Linked DNA regions of Mus musculus: region 2 is linked to region 1. The links are chromatin contacts, called in public ChIA-PET maps. All regions are on one chromosome and are shown on one strand. The core of a region is the stretch at or near the end of the contact, and the rest is flanking DNA. Distances in the headings are between cores, read along the strand shown. Region 1 has its middle 50 kb from the start of Gm40932. Region 2 overlaps Mylip (myosin regulatory light chain interacting protein).

Evidence for each region. ChIA-PET counts read pairs in DNA pulled down with a chosen protein or histone mark.
Region 2: an RNA polymerase II ChIA-PET map of memory CD8 T cells shows a contact between it and region 1, with 5 read pairs. The contact joins two enhancer-like sites. A contact is called at or near these places in 1 of 15 datasets of contacts at CTCF or cohesin (large pre-B cells), 2 of 484 Hi-C or Micro-C datasets (bone marrow-derived macrophages and large pre-B cells) and 3 of 115 datasets of contacts at active chromatin or transcription factors (cardiomyocytes, memory CD8 T cells and trophoblast stem cells).

What each region holds. Positions count from the first base shown.
Region 1 is chr13:45,155,142-45,159,331 of GRCm38.p6, forward strand. No RefSeq gene overlaps it. Among named protein-coding and RNA genes, the nearest start is that of Gm40932, 50 kb to the left of the region's middle. Within about 2 kb of position 2,025, at least 26 of the 459 cell types and tissues checked have an H3K27ac peak or open chromatin away from gene starts, as enhancers often do. A contact at or near this core is called in memory CD8 T cells, where this site is marked.
Region 2 is chr13:45,411,651-45,415,840 of GRCm38.p6, forward strand. Mylip (myosin regulatory light chain interacting protein) reads left to right here. Exons shown (of 7, transcript NM_153789.3): 7 at 1-290. Among named protein-coding and RNA genes, the nearest start is that of Mylip, 24 kb to the left of the region's middle. Within about 2 kb of position 2,356, at least 25 of the 459 cell types and tissues checked have an H3K27ac peak or open chromatin away from gene starts, as enhancers often do. A contact at or near this core is called in memory CD8 T cells, where this site is marked.

The DNA.
Region 1 (4,190 bases), core at 775-3,274:
AAGCCCTGGAACTCAGTCTGTTTGGATTTATACGAGGGCTTTACTATATAGGTATAGTTGACTAAATCATTCTGTTGGCGACCAACTTGACCTTTCCGATCTAGCTGACTCCATTTCCTTCAGTCTTTTTCTACCGTATCAATTCTCTTTCCTCTTTTTGATTGGATATATGCTTACCCCCATCCACCCCCTTGGCCTGGATGACTTAGAATGATGGTTTAGCCTCCTGTTCATTCACAATATGACTTGGTTGGTTTCTTGTAACTGTTGTGTTTTATAAAAAGATAAGAGAGGCCAGGAATATGTTTGGTGTAGGCATGGTAAGGTGTGGGGGAGGAGGATGCCTCTGCAGGTACCAGTCACAGACAGTATAGTATAGAATAGAGTTTATTCAGGACATGAAAGGGGAGTTGAGAGAGAGAGAGAGAGAGAGAGAGAGAGAGAGAGAGAGAGAGAGAGAGAAGGAAGAAGAAGAAGAAGAAGAAGAAGAAGAAGAAGAAGAAGAAGAAGAAGAAGAAGAAGGAGGAGGAGGAGGAGGAGGAGGAGGAGGAGGAGGAGGAGGAGGAGGAGGAAGATGAGGAGGAGGAAGATGAGGAGGAGGAAGATGAGGAGGAGGAAGATGAGGAGGAGGAAGAGAGGAATAGAGGTGGGCCATGAGCACGTGGGAATGGGGAGAGAGGGGAAAGGGGGTAAGGAGCAAGGGCAGGAGAGCAAGAGAAAGAGAAGGGGGCAAGCATCCCCTTTTGTAGTGAGTCAGTCACACCTGGCTATTGCCAGGTAACTGTGGGGTGGAGCCTAGACTAAATGCCAACAGTAACCATGGTATTTTTCCAGGAATACATTCCCTTTCATTCTTTCAACAGTTTGGTAATTTGACTACAAACCAAGGCGGCAGCAATTTCTTGGTAGCTTTTTTTTTTTTTTAAACCCTAAAGGTATCTGTCCAAGTATGTCCTTTCTTACCTTGTTTCCAAGTTACATTTCCTATTCTTCAAGCTCAGAAGTCTGAAATCCTGGAGTAGTTCTTGCAGCAGGCCCCTGGAGCTCTTGTTGATGTTTTTGACAAATTTCTCCCCTATAGAAGCGGGGCACTCTAATTAAAACAAAAAAAAAAAAAACAAAACAAAAAAAAAAAAAAAAAGAAAAGAAAAGGAAAGGAAAAGCTTCTAGGGGAGAAGAGAAGCCCACTCCACAGTGGTGTAGCGCCTGTAAGTTGCCCTTGTTCCAATAGATGGCTCCCCACCCAGGCGCATGCAAACAAGACTAATTAAACTCCTCCCTCAGAGACACAGGAGTAGGAGGGCCACCTGCTGGGAAGAGTAGGTTTAGTGGTAGGGAAAGGGAGAGAAATAAGATAAATGAAGGGCTGGAACTGATCAATATGTGCTCTGTTTGTTTATAAAAGTGTGAAAGAATAAATGAAAGAAAACCATACAGCATCTTATCTTAGAGGAACATCAGGCCAGGCTGTGAGGTTTAGGGAGGAAGAAGGTGGGCTTTCCTTGTTGGAAAGTGAAACAGCCAAATGACTGCTCTCAGTAGGCAATGGGGGGAAGCTACTGTCACTACCATGTTAGGTGTTAAAACTTCCTTCCTTTTAGGTTTTGGTGGTGTGGTACATCAATGACTTCCGGCGAGGGGTACTGAGGACTGAACCCAGAGCCTTGGACATGCTAGATGGACATTCTATTACCACACTACACTGCTACCCCCTTTTATATTTAATTTTGGCACATCTAAGAGCTGGTTTGCTATTGTTTGTATATAAAGTGCCTCTCCAAAAGGCTCATGTATGGGCTATTGCTATTTTGAGACTTTTGAGAAATTGGAGGAGGTGGAACTTAATAGGTGTTTGGGCTTGTCCTTGTCCCCTTCCTCTGTCTGCCTCCTGCCTGCTGTTATGAGCTAGGCTGCTCTGTCTAATGCCTTCCATGGCTTGAAGAATCTGCCCCCTGATGTCCCCACCTACCACCATGGAATGGAAACCCTGAGACAGCAAACAACTCTTCGCTAACACTGCTTATGCCAGATGTTTTGATCACTGTGACAGGAAGTCACACTGACACACACCTGATCAGCACTCTCACCCTTTTGCCCTGTATTTTTAAGGGCAGAAGAGACTTTAGTAACTTAAGTCATGCCAGTGGGTGACTTCTCTAAAGTCACTTGAACAATTAGAAACAAACACAGGAGTAGTAATAGGGTACTACTACGTATTCCAGGGTCAATGACTGAAATATTTACTTTGTTTTCATGCCTGATTTTTTTTTTTTAATTCCCCCTTCTTATCTGGGGATTGGCATTTCTTTTTAAACTCAAAGTAGGGTCTTGGTATATTGAAGACCACATTTTGACCTTCTGAAATGTAAGAGCTGTTTAAAGTAAAGCAGAGTTTGCTGATTCAACATTGGAATCCTCACAGCTAAAGAGATGTCTCAAAATAGCACTGAAGTTGAAGCTGGGGGTGGGGTGGGGGTAAGCCCCGCCGTGCTTATTGACTTGGATCCTGGAGATGCTCTAGTTTTATGGTGTTCTGAGGTACTTGGCCAATGGATGACTTCTCTCCTCATGCTTGTGAGTGAGGAGGAGGTTGGGATTCTTGGTTTGGGAGAGGGAGGGCTTCCTCCTTCTCCTTTCCTAGAGGATGTCTGTCCCTGTGCTTAGCTTCACATCTCATGAGAGGCATCCCTTCATAATTCTCAAGTACCGCCACTCTTAGGTGCCCCAAGGACCCCTTAGCCTCTTTCAGTGGGCAGCCCTCTCTGACTTCGGTAGCTCTCTAAATGTTGGCTCCAAAAGCAAACATCAAGCCTCCTCTACAAACCCCTCTCTAAGCAAGGACAACACCAAAAACCTGTGTGGGCCCAGTAATCTGTTCTCAGGAGCGGCTAGCTTTCTATCTGAAGTGGGATCTAAATGTTTTCTTCTGATGTTTCTTCCTTTATGCTTCGGGAAGTCTTGCTTTCAAAGACACCCAGTTCGTTTAGTTTCCCAAAATAATGGGAGGATCTTGCTATGTAAGCAATAAAAAATATTTTCTGAAAATGATTAATTCTAATACGGTTTCTAGGGTAACCAGGGGAATAAAATAAAACGAAGCAGCCGCTGGAAAATTGGTGTAAAATTCCATGAATTTCTAAAAGGCACCATTATCTTTTAAAAAATTAAAAGCTGAAAAACTATCGTTTGGCATTAGAGAACTTAGCCCTGGATGTTTATTGTTGCTAGTTTGATATAAATAGGAATATAAATTGGAAGGCTATAGAAGCAGATTATAATGCCCTTTCTTTTATAAGCATAACTTCTGAGGTAGCAGGTTAAGTCAAGTTTCTGTGTAAGCTACTCTTTCTTTGGACATGCTTAGGGAATTACCATTTGAATAATGCAATCTCCTTCCTTTGGTATTTAAAGACACATGATGGCTTCTGAACTTAGCATGTGGAAGGTCCAGTTAGGGAGATTGTGTGAGTTCCAAGCTAGCCTGTGCTACCATGAGTCTGGGCTATAGTGTGAGACACTTTCAAAAACATACAACCACATTAAAACTTATTATTGTTAATTTGTATGAAGAATTTTTAAAGCACACAAACACAATAGTTAAAAGTAAAATGTGTCAATAGATTAGAGGAAGCATCAAAGAACTCTGGTCCATTTACAGTGATTCAAGTTCTTTTTCTGTTTATAGATTGGCATTTCATTCAAATCATCTGTTGTCTTTTACTGCCTCTACAGATTCGTTCTCTCAACTGTCTTTCTCCAGAAGGCATGTGGGGTGGAGCCTGGGACTTTTTTCTGTCTTCTCCAGACATTTCCAGCAATGAGATAAAGTCCACTGGTCACATTCAGGAAACAAGTCCCGTTCTATGCGAAGACTCCGCCAGTGGCTCTGGGTTAGAAATCTGAGGAGGCTCATCAGACAACTCCAGGCCTCTCCGGGGTTGCAGGTGGAGAAGGGAGGAGTCAGCCACACGAGGGTTAAGTGCATGTGGACTGTGCTGCTGGGGTCCCAGCGCTTGGGCTTCCTCTCTGCTCTGACTCTCCTGGAACCTCTTGTTCCTAGTTCCACAAATGTGGCCAAAGCCTTCTCTAGCTGGTTGACCATGAACATTCTTTAGTCCCTGTTCCCTGGAGAGTCACCTTCTCTTGGGGGCACCTGGCCTCCCGTGATGACCCAGTCCCCTTCTCCAGAG
Region 2 (4,190 bases), core at 1,106-3,605, 260 kb after region 1:
GGAAGCTAGTGAGCTAGGGGGTTTTCTAGGGTGTCAGGAAACCTAGCTGACCTCATCGGGTGCAATACTAGCTAAGTTAAAGCTAGAAGCCTACACTGTCACTTTACTGAGATTTCTGAGTCTACGTTTCATATTGCCTTAATGTAGCAGTAATGTGTTTATGCATTTGTTTCTTTGCACAGACATTTTGTCAGATATTAAAACTCTACTTTTTTATGGCACATATTAGCATATAAGCCTTTATTCCAAGAGGTATTTATTTTTTCACTTGTAAAAAAAATAATGTTTCCACATTTAAAAAAAAAAAAACTCTGTTATATCCTAGAGGACTTCTGTCTTTTATATTCAGGATAATAAAGACTTTAAAGCAAACTGGGCCTTTGTGATCTTATGGTTATTGTCACGTAGGCCATTTTGCCATTGAGTGAGCACTTCACCTCAAGGTTGGGACATTTAAGGTGTTAAGGTGGCTTCACTGAGAGGATCTGCCCAGGTCTTCTATCATCTGTTTTTGGACATACAAGGTTTGAAGGTAGGTGAACAAGATTCTGTGACACACATGGTGTATGCAAAGGATAGCTTGGGGAGGAGGGAAGCAAAGTGGCTCACCCAGTAAAAGATTTTGCTACATAAGTGTGATGGCCTGAGTCATCATGGAACCCACATGAAGAGGAGAGGAAAGATCCAACTCAGCAAAGTTGGCTTATGACGGTCACACATGGGGCTCGCAAGGCTCAGTCACAGCAGAAACATACTGTGGTGTCCGGGACTGCCTTCCTACAGTACTACTGCATGCTTCTGCTGGGCTGTGCTGGTGTGTGCACATCTATGCTGAAAATGCTTTGTATGGTAGAGTATTTTAAACTATCTGTAACTGATACCTTTACAATTGGGAGACAGACCCCAACACAGCCTCCCATTGGTTTCTAGGAGTCAGCTCATTTATTCAACATATTTATTAGACAACAACTCAATGGTTAATGAGCCCCAGAACTTTCAAAGAAAAACAGTCAAAGACACAATTTATCACATACCCAGAGCAGCAGCAGAGTATTGGGTGTCTTTGGGATTTACAGTGTCTGTGTAGTGCCTGTGACACGCATGGGTGCTTCCGTATGGAAGTTCAGTGATGTTCAGGTTTGTGTACATGACTGTCTCAGAATGATAACCAGGATGAATGGGTGGGTGAGTGACAGGTCAACAAATAACATTGCTTGTACTCCATGGGCCAGGGACTTAAGCTTAGCAACCAGCATGAAAACCCATGTATTACTTGGCTTTCTAGAAGCATAAGGGACGACACACTGCTGAGCATAGGAGATACTGACTACCTCTGCTTAGGGTCCAGGGTAAACATGCTTCAGTAGGACCTTTGAGCAAGACTTGTATTCTGTAGATGGGGGAAAAGCCGTATGGCCCCTGTCAAGGCTACAATGCAGCCAGCCAGTGGGTCTTGCCCAGGCTCACATATCAATGCACTGATAAGAAATTAGGCTCTGAAGGAATATGTGGCATGGGGAAACAGTGAGGGGAACCTTCAATTCCAGGTTTGACTTTGGTACTCTCTACTGCCTTCAGAGGCAGGAACTGGCAAGACAGGAAAGCTTGTACAACAACTAACACATGAGACAGAGGAGAGCAGAGAGACAACTCAGTTTTGATTATGTCTTGACATGAAGAAAACAAGGAAAGTGGGCCAGAGAGATGGCTCAGTAGGCAAAGACTGACAAAGTGGAAGATGGATGGAGAGATGGCTCAGCCGTTAAGAGCCCTGGCTGCTCTTGCAGAGGACCTTGGTCAGATTCCCTGTACCCACATGGTGGTTTACAACCAATTGGATCCCCCATTTCCAGGGGATCTGATGCCCTCTTCTGGCCTCTACATGCACCAGACATGCATGTGAGACACAGACATACATGCAGGCAAAATAGTCATACACATACTTTTTTTTTAAGGTGGATGGAGAGAAATCAGTAAAGTTGTCCTCTGACCTCCACATGCTCCCCGTGGCATGTACACACACAGACATACCATGCGTGCACACAATGATCAAAGAATAAGATTTTTTTAAAAAGGGTAAGACAAATGAAAAGACTTGATGAGGCGTGTCATAAAGATTGAAAACAACTGAAAGGAGAATCCATAGGGGGAAGGGGTTAGTGACTTGTTGCTATGACCAGATACCTGTGTCAAGAAGCAACCTGGGAAAAGAAGGATTTATTTGGACACACACTCTAAGAGGAGATGCATCTACTCCATCAAGGAGAGGGAAACATGGTAGCAGGCACATGAGGTTGCTGGTCGTGCTGAGCCTGCCAGCAGAGAGCAGACATTGGACAGGAAGTGGGCTAGGCTATGAAACCTCAGAGACCCACTCTTTTTAGCAGGACTTTTCTCCCTTAAGATTTCACAGTCCTTCAAGCCAGCCCCACCGGCCGAGGACGAAGTGTTCAGATATATGAACCTAAGGGAACTTTTTACATCCAAACCACAGTAGGAGGGATCCTCAGGAACAGAAAGGAATTTGCTTTGTTTGGATCCTGGAAAGCTAACAGAGGCCCTACTTAGAATCACCTGGAACTGGTTAGAAGCCAGAGTCAGACTTCCGGGGTCGGGACTTCCGGGGTTGGGACTTCCCGGGTTGAGAAAGAAAGAAGCCCTTTGTGTTAAAGATGTGAAAGTGACCAAAGAAGCAGCTGGTACCCCCAGAGGAGGCGGGGCTAAAACGTGCTCTTGGAAGTTGTTTTGTTAAAAAGCAAACATTTGTTTTTGGTTTTTCCCCTTGGGCCTTCAAGATAACTAAAAAATGAAAGCCGAGCACCTCTGCCTTCTTTTGGTCCCTGTCTCCAGGCTAAAGAGACAGAGACAGAAATCAATGTCCTTAATCTGACCTCCAGAAGTCATCTTGGATTCCCAGCACAGCAGAAGACCACCAGACAGAGAGGCCACGCCCAAAGATGAGAATAATTACCCATGAAAGTCAGGCTGTACCCTAGAATGATCGTGTGGGGGCCATTTGATGCCTTTAAGTCATGACAGCCATAAGGAAGGACTTCTTCAAAACCCTTCACTAGAATAAGACAGAGACCAACTGATTGGATGTTTGATTATGCACACCCCTGTTTTCCTGCCTCGGTTCCTCCTCTATTTAAATCCAAAGCTTATGCCAGTAGTGAGGGGGGAAAAGAAAGAAGGAAGGAAGGAAGGAAGGGAGGGAGGGAGGGAGGGAGGGAGGGAGGGAGGGAGGGAGGGAGGAAGGGAGGAAGGAGAAAGACATGACAGTTCCTCAGTATGGTGAAGGAGAAAGTTTATTATAGAGATGTGGGAGAGCATAGCCAGAGGCTGACACATCTGGGAGAGTCCAGAGTGGTTGTGACCCTGAACCTCCTGGTGAGAGGGGGAGGGGAAGGGAGAGAGTGGAATGGAGCCCGGTACATCAGCCAGGAGGCCAAAGGTGCAGAAGAAAAGAAGGGGCAGGTAACCAAAATGTCTGGATTATGTAAGGAAGAGCCTCTGGGGGAAGAACAGCCTAGCCCCTGGGCTTGAAAGTTCATGGTAGAGGACGGGGTATGTCAGCCATATGCTGTAACAGGTAGGAACTGAGGGATACTGGGAGAACCTGGAGGCCTGATCCAATTTGAAAGGTTAAGTAGGCACCTCAGCCACTTGTCCTGGGTCTGAAACTTAACAATTACCCCAAAGGTGCCCTTAGGGTCTCCAGGCCCCTTTCTTTATCCCTCCTCCCAGTGTGATCACATTGAATCTGTTTTCACCTTAGCTGACATACTGGAGCATAGAGCCAAGCCTATGAAACCCCACCATAGGCCCAGCAGTGTTCTGGCTCTGTGGTTTGGATGGGAGCACATGGGTCAGCAAAGAGAGAGAGATAAACAGGGATTTCCAGGACCTTTGAAGCCCAATGGGCTGATGACACTCAGGGCTGGCTGGCTAATGATCCACTTGACAACACTTGATGAAAAACCCTTGCCTCCTTTTCCTGAGGGTTTCAGAAATATGTAGAAAGCAAATTGTGTTTCCCCACCTCCTAGCACAGCGGTCTTATTATTATCCTGTCACAGGACGAGGGACTCAAAGCCAAGACTAGTTCATTCTGGGAGCTTGTCTCCTTACCATCCACTGAGAATGAGGAATGTAGATAAAACCTGGCCAAATTTCCACAAACAGCTTGG